2 separate regions of the Lactuca sativa genome follow, and region 2 is linked to region 1. A link is a contact called in public Hi-C data. All regions are on one chromosome and are shown on one strand. Each heading gives the region's core, a stretch centred on a gene start, on an enhancer-like site or on the middle of the called end of the contact. The rest is flanking DNA. Distances are from core to core; before and after follow the strand shown.

What was found. Hi-C and Micro-C count contacts between places; a contact is called where the count stands out from the background.
Region 2: a contact with region 1 is called in a Hi-C map of leaf, with 4 times the contacts expected there. The contact joins the promoter of LOC111910288 here to the promoter of LOC111910286 in region 1. A contact is called at or near these places in 2 of 4 Hi-C or Micro-C datasets (bud and leaf).

The regions. Positions count from the first base shown.
Region 1 is chr5:288,129,740-288,133,770 of Lsat_Salinas_v11, reverse strand. LOC111910286 reads left to right here and starts at 2,111. Exons shown (of 6, transcript XR_002856515.3): 1 at 2,111-2,281; 2 at 2,616-3,255; 3 at 3,375-3,488; 4 at 3,630-3,864; 5 at 3,944-4,031.
Region 2 is chr5:288,305,229-288,309,259 of Lsat_Salinas_v11, reverse strand. LOC111910288 (auxin-responsive protein IAA27) reads right to left here and starts at 1,646. Exons shown (of 5, transcript XM_023906101.3): 1 at 1,055-1,646; 2 at 490-719; 3 at 235-376; 4 at 39-100. The coding sequence starts at 1,503.

The sequences.
Region 1 (4,031 bases), core at 862-3,361:
AGTGGGTTCGGTAGAGGGTGCACTTCCTTGCCACATCAGCATGGAACACCGCCCCCTCCCTGTGGTAGAGACCGCAGTGTGGCACTCTAAGGGAGTGCTCGTCTCTTCCGAATCTCATTCTAATTAAGCTGTGATTAGCCAAATTTTTTTTAAAAAATGTTTTTTTTAAACCTTTTAAATTGAGTGTGACACCACTCCTTGGGTGTAACATGAAACTACACTTTTGTGATAATTGCTTATGTGTCGCCATCGGGGTAGTAAATGGAGTGCAACTTTTGTTGCACCACTCCCTCTAGCCTTAGACACTGACATGCTTAACCATAATGCTCTTTGTTTTTCCTCTTTATTGAAATGTTCTTTCTATTCCCTCCACCCCCTTCCATTATTTGGACAACCACCCAAAAACCACCGTACACCCATCCTTATCAACAAACTCAATTCCACCTTTGCATCCATGTGTTGTTCCAACTGAAGTTATAAACATATCTTTTTACTAATGTCAAGAATAAAATAAATAAAGTGGAAGTAGGTATTCTATTTTTTTAATCGACAATAGATCAAACACTTGGAATGCATAACCAAAATATAAAAACCATCTACATATACACACCTAATTGATGTGAAGCTAAACAAATCATACATCATGGGGATAGAGTTCCAATAATCCAATAGTAGCCATGAAAGGCTTTATGTCTATTTAAAATACCCTAATGCATCTACATATAAACTAAGGAATTCATAACCTAAAAACAAAAATACTACTTATAATCAATACATATTAAAGAATAACCATGTTTCCTGTAGCACAATATATTATTAGAAACAAGAGAATGTCCTAGTCATGGTATGATTAAGACATGCACAAAGAAGAAGATACCATATTTAAAAGAAACTTGGTTTAATTTGATTATGTTTCGGTTAGCCTGTGATAAAATTAAAATGGCGGTGGTGGTGATCGACAGGTGGGCGATGGTCGTAGTGGTAATCAACGACAACATATAAATGGACGATGGTCATGCTTTTGTTCCCCCCGAAGAAAAACAAAAACGGTGGTAACTAAAGTGAAACGATCGATAAAGTAGGAGGCTTCTGATAACCAAAATACTTCTTGGGACCATTTAAAACTAAAAAGCAAGTCTTTGTAATGGGTTTGATGACAAAAACCCTAAAATATAAAGTATAACATGTTTTGAAAAATAAAATGAAAGATGAAATAGAGTGATGTGACACTAACGTGATAATAAAAAATAAAAGATGAAATTTGACCGTAACACATAGTCTTATAAATGTTATGATAAATACTTGTACAATTTGAACGTTGTGTGAACTCTATACGGAAAATAGTTGTTTGATCACTTAGTTTTAGTAGTGGATGCTACTATATTAATGATAGCAAGAAACATATATGATTGTATCATCGATTAAAGTTATATATGTTTGACATACCACCCCTTTTTCCCTCCCCCATTCCTTTACGCATCGTTCCCGAGTTTAACAAAAGAAAAGAAGAGAAAAGAAAAGAAAGTCACGAGAGAAAAGAAGCAAAAGGAAAAGAAAACAAAATTTTCTTTCGTGTTCCCGAGTTGGAGAGAAGTGGAAGTAAAATGAATCATTTTGTTATTTCTTTCTAAATCCTCCCAAATCGGAAAGAAAGTTAGGAGAGAAAGTGATCATCCCAATTCCCTCCACTTCCTTCTACTTCCCTCCTTTAATGAAACTCGGGAACATCAATCTCTTTTATTTTCTTCTCATTTCTACTCATTTTCTTTCATTTCTCTCGTTAAGTTGAACTCGGGAACCGGGTGAAGAAGAAACTTTTGAGTTAAATTGCCAAGGATCTCAAAAGCTAGTCAATCAATGATAAACTAATTGATAAGCTAACTCGATGACATATAGCTCTAAAATATCGCTAACAATAAGTTAGATATGCCATTTCATCCATGCTATTAGTTCCTGAGCATTTTACTTTAAATTTTGCATTTTATGATATTTTTTTGATATCACTATCTTATGATAAAAGTTTAAATTACTGATTAAAACTTAAAAATGAATATCACAGTTTGCATCCATAAAGTTGCAATAATAGTTTGGTCAAACATAAGAGTCAAAGCCAACACAAAAGAGGAGAAGTGAGTCACTTGAGCTTATCAACTTGCCCAGAATCTGGGAACCATCCCTCTTATCCCCAAAATCTAAAATAGAAATTTGTGCTCTCACAAACTTTGTCGCCGCTGTCCGGCCACCGCCACCGCCACCGCCCTGCTGTTGCTTGAGTCTTGAGGTTTGACTTGTTATTTCTTTTCTTTTTCATTTCGCTATTTCGCTAGTTCGGCTTGAGCATTTCATGAATTGTTTATGTTGCTTACTGTTATAGTACTTCTGGTAATTATCAGTTGTTATTAGTGAATATTTTGTTAAGCTTTGTTAATGGGACTGGGAGAATATTTTAGTTAGGGTTGTTCATCGTTAATTGTTAATCGCTAGTAGTACTCATTTTGATAGGGTTTGTTGAAAATCTAAATTTAATTTTTAGAGAATTATGGTTTAAGTTAGTTGTTCATTGTTGATCGTTAATTGTGAACAATTACAAGCTAATTGATCAATTAATTTGCTAGTGAAAAAATGAAAAGGAAAGCATCAGGAACTGGAACATCTTCAAGTGTAAATGAGTCCAATGATATCCCTCCTCCTAGCTCTTCCCCTACGATGCTAACTGAAGCTGATTTGAATGATCTGCCATGGGATCCATCTGAGAGAAAAAGAATTTCAGAGTATCACCCTGATCAAAGAGACGAGATAAGAAAACAATATCTAATTAAAGGACCTTGTCAACCACGTGGACATACATTTCCATGGAGAATAATAGGAAACAAGAAAAGACGTTTCAATCCAGCTTGGTTTAATCAATTTAGTGATTGGTTGGAGTACAGTGTGAAAGTAGATAAAGCCTTTTGCTTGTGTTGTTACCTGTTTAAAGACCATGTTTCAAAACAAGGTGGATGTGATACTTTTGTGACAGAAGGATTTAATAGTTGGAATAAAACTGAGAGACTTAGTCTTCATATGGGTAGTGCTAACAGCTTACACAATAAAGCACTTAAGAAATGTGAAGAGTTTATGAAACAAGATGACTCTATTGCTGTTGCCATTCAGAACAAAAACAATTTTGTCAAGAATGGGTATCAAATTCAATCAAGTCCTTCTAAATCCACTACTACTCGCAACAATACAGCTCTTCTTGTAATCGATATGCAGGTATCCTTTTCTCCTTTCACTCTAACTCTCTCACACACACACACATGCTTCTTTATGCATTTGTGTTTGATAATTACAATTTACATTTTTTTAACAATGTTTTTTTTTCTTCATTCTAGAATGATTTTGTGTTGGAGGATGCGCCATTGCGTGTTGATGGTGGCCTTGCTATAGTTCCTAATGTTGTTAAGGCAGTTGAGGTTGCTAGACAACAAGGCTTCCTTGTTGTTTGGGTACTTTTCTATATAAATATATCATTTTTCTCATTCTTTTTAAAAGGGGTTGTTTCTTTGAGTTAATGAGCTTATGTGTTAAACACTTAATCTGGTTGTTTTTTTTTTTTGACTTAATCTCTACAGAATGACTTAATGTAGGTTGTAAGGGAGCATGACCCAATGGGAAGAGATGTTGAGGTGTTCAGAAGGCATTTATATGGTGATGGAAAAGCAAAGCCTACTTCAAAAGGGAGCAAAGGGGCAGAGCTTGTTGATGGTCTTATTATCAAAGAAGGAGATTATAAAGTGGTAAAGACAAGGTTTAGTGCCTTCTTTGCTACAAATCTTCATTCATTTCTTCAAGGAGCAGGGATTGATAGTTTAGTTGCTGTTGGTAAAATAAATTTCTTTTTATTATTCTGTAACTTGTTTTATTATTCTGGTGGATATAAATATACATTAATTAATGAAAGTTGATTGTAGGTGTTCAAACTCCAAACTGTATAAGGCAGAGTGTGTTTGATGCTGTGGAACTTGATTACAAATCTGTTACTGTTATTG
Region 2 (4,031 bases), core at 397-2,896, 180 kb before region 1:
TGAATGAATGAATCTTTAATTCTTAACATATTACATACCTAGCCCAATTGCTTCTGACCCTTTCATGATCCTTAATCGCTTGCATGAGTCTATAAACATCCTGTAAAACAAACAAACAAACTACTATGAGCCCTTTCAAAAGTTATTGAGCCATTTTACTACTTTCACCCTATGTTTCTATTACAAAAGCTTTGCTAATTGACAACTAAAGGAAGAACAAGAACAAGAACTTACTCCCAAGGGACATCACCAACAAGCATCCAATCACCATCTTTGTCTTCATAAGTCAATACACTTTCATTGTGATGTAAAAGATCCTTGAGGTTACTTTCACAAAGACCTTCTTGCCCTCGTAGTCCATTAGAAGTACATTGACCTAATTCACAACACAAGCTAAACATCAACATAGAATTACCATTATGAAAAACAAATTGGATCTTCACAAAAGGTACAAGACACTTGAGAGAGAGAGAGAGAGAGAAAGTATACCAAGGGTAAAACGGTCAAACATTTTCTCAAGAGCCTTTGAAAGTTGGGAGTAATTTTTGCAAGTCTTGAGGTCGACCTTCCTTAAATATGGAGCACCATCCATGCTAACCTTCACATAAAGGCATCCCAAATTCTCTTCTGCAGCATTAGCATCGTCATTCTTGGAGAGGTTCGCTGTCATGGTGTTCTTCCTAAAAGATCGAATTGGTGGCCATCCTACCACCTGAGCCCTGTTATATAATCCAAACAAACTGTTTTTAAGACCAATTCATTTCATACACATTCATAAGAACATAACATCAATAAATAAATCCAAACCAGAAAACATTCCACATGCGCAAACACCCTGTAAAAATGTCGAGATGAACAACCCCACTTGATAAAAAGAGGATACAAAACAACCCTAAAATGGTTTGATTTGAATAGTTACCCTAAAAAACCACATGTCGCTTTCTATGAACCAAGAAAAAAGCATAAGAACATACAGTAAAAAAAACAAATCAGAAACTACTTAATTTTCAACATTTTAGTTGTAAATGGTAAAAGGGGTTGGATTAAAAGTTACTTGGAAGAAGGGGGAGTTCTGCTTCTGCCATTTTCAGTAGTAACAGAAGCTTTCTTCTTTTCTTCAAGAGGAAGAGGACTTGGTTGCTGTGTTTGTTTACTCTCTTTACCGGAATTAATCCCAAAAAGAACAGAAGTAGTAGAACAAGAACCCTTCACAGAATCACCTTCATATCCGCCGTTGAAACCCCATTTGCAAGAACCATCAAAATTAACATCAGAAAACCCTCTTTTAGCTCCTGACACGAAGTTCTTCACAGGGCTATTTTTGCAGGCGTTTTCCTCCAAATCTTGACCTAAACCAGGTAATCCTAGTCGCAATTCAGTGGCTTTGAGGTTAAGAGCATTGTTCTTGTCACTTTCGGATGAATGATTGGAAGATTCGGATGCTTTTTCCATTGAAGAAGGTTCTGATAACCCTATGTAATCATGTTCGAGTGGCACAGACATCACTGTTGACTAAAATCTTGTAAAATGAGAGGATCAATTGAAGAAAGTTTGAAATTGTGGAAATGGGTGGAAAGTGACTGAAGGTACAAAAAGGAAGCGGAGGAGAATGGAGGGTCTTTGTTAGACCTGTGCAGAAATGAAACTCCTTCGGTATTCGAGTTGCCCTTTTATCTTTGGTATATTCACTAAAATAATTAAAATACGGATAATGTTCTTTCTATAAATATCATTAAAAATAATATGATTTTTATTAACAAATATCTCAAAATTTACAAAATTACTTGACAAATGACTCCAATGAAAATTTGCAGAAGCTTTTTTTTTCATTTAACTCCACCGTTTTAGGTTATATTTGATGTCATGTGTAACTTATTTTTTAACTTTTTTAGATTACTAATTGATAAGTTGGTTTTCTTATTTTAAATCTATTCGATATAACTTTTCAACTAATGTAGAGTTTAATCACTAAAAAGAAATGTAATTTAATTATTTATATAAAAAACTAGGTGTGAAACTCGTATATTATACGGGTTGACTTAAAAAAGATTAAACATTAAAGTGTAAACACAAAATATTTTTTAATGTACAACTTTAAAATAAAAAAAAAATAAACGTATTTATTGCAATTTAATATCATATATATAATATTTAATACTTTATATATATAAGCATATGACTTTAATTTTAAAAATTGAAACAAACCAAAAATTGACAAGTGGATAATATTTCTTTCAAAAATACCACAAAATGATAAGTGTCAAAACTAATGAGAGATTGACATGTGGCAAAAAAACATTCATTTATTAAGAAGGATTATAGAATTTTTAAAAATTCTCTCATATATCATTTATTAATTAACTATAACAACTATTTTTATATGTCTTTATTTTATATTTTTCAAGTAGCCTATCAAGTAGTTTTTACCAAACGTTATTTTTCATTAGCTATTAATTATTTTTTCGGCTCTTAGTTACTTTTTCAGCTATCAGTTAACTTTCAACAGCAGACTAGTTTTGCTTCTTAAACTTGGTCACAATAAAATCGAACTATTTGATCGTTTAACCACTAAATTAATAGTTGTGTTCAAATCAAGGGATTAATGGTATGATCATGATGCTAGTCATATTAGGAATTAGTGAATAATGAATAAATATTGATTGCACTCAGTAGTTATCCAGTGTTTTGAGATGAAATCTAGCATAAACCAAAGTACCTAAAGAGATTTGTCTTCAGTCAGTTTATCGAGATTTGTTGTTTAATTGTTTATTTGATATTTAATTCCATAAAACCCTTCTTACTGTTTTTGTGTGTTTAGTGTAACTTATAATCAAAAACTGTAAATTAATTCACCATCGTTTCCCTTGTGTTCGACACCTAGTCTTACTACAACTATACTATTGCACGATTAGGTACACTATCTAGTGTTTATTAGTCTGGTTGCCATAAAATTAGTTTTAGAAAATTAAAACTTGAGCAATTAGAATATAGGGTTTAGATCATTTTTGGTCACTTAACTTTTGGTTTTGTGCTTATTTGGTCACTTAACTCTTTTTAAGTTTTAAAAGGTCATCAAATTTTTTGCTTTGTGCTCATTTATTCACTTAACTTTTTGTGTGATCATTAAACTTTTGGATTTGTGCTCATTTAGTCACTTAACTTTTTGTGTGATCACTAAACTTTTGGATTTGTGCTCATTTAGTCCCCTAACTTTTAAAATTGTGCTCATTTAGTCACTAAACTTTTAAAAAGTTAGGTGACCACTGTAACACCGTGAAAATTTACAACCAATTTAAACTTTTCAAAAACAACTCATATTCATTAAGTTATTACAAAAAGGTTTTCAATTCATTTATTATCAGAGTATCCCAGAAACATCAACATAAAACTGAGGATCGGTACGATCACGCCTTCGCCTTGCCACGGTCTCCTAAGGTACCTGAAACAATACACTGAAACTGTAAGCCCGAAAGCTTAGTGAGTTACACCCAAAATACCAACCACAATACCATACACATATCATATCATAAACAGAACAACCATGCATATCGAGTCTATAGTGTGACTGGTCCACCTGCACCAGGCCTTCAGTCCACCGGTCCACTCTCTCTCTCTCTCTCTAAGTCTACAGTGTGATTGGTCCGCCCGCACCGGGCCTTCAGTCCACCGGATCCACTCTCTCTCCGAGTCTATAGTGTGACTGGTCCGCCCGCACCGGGCCTTCAGTCCATCTGGTCAACTCTCCGAGTCTACAGTATGACTGGTCCGCCCGCACCGGGCCTTCAGTCTATCTGGTCCACTCTCTGAGCCTCGGTACGTCTGGTCCACCCTCTTGGGGCCTTCAGCCTATTCGGACCGCTCAACGGGCCTTCGGTCTAACCGGTCTGCCCTGGGTATGTTGGCCTACAGCACAAAGCAGGACTCGCCTCAACCCAACCCCAGTCCAACAACCATGTGCACATAAACATATAATCATATAACAATTCACGTCTAATCAAACCAATCTAGCAGATCATATATCATAACAACAT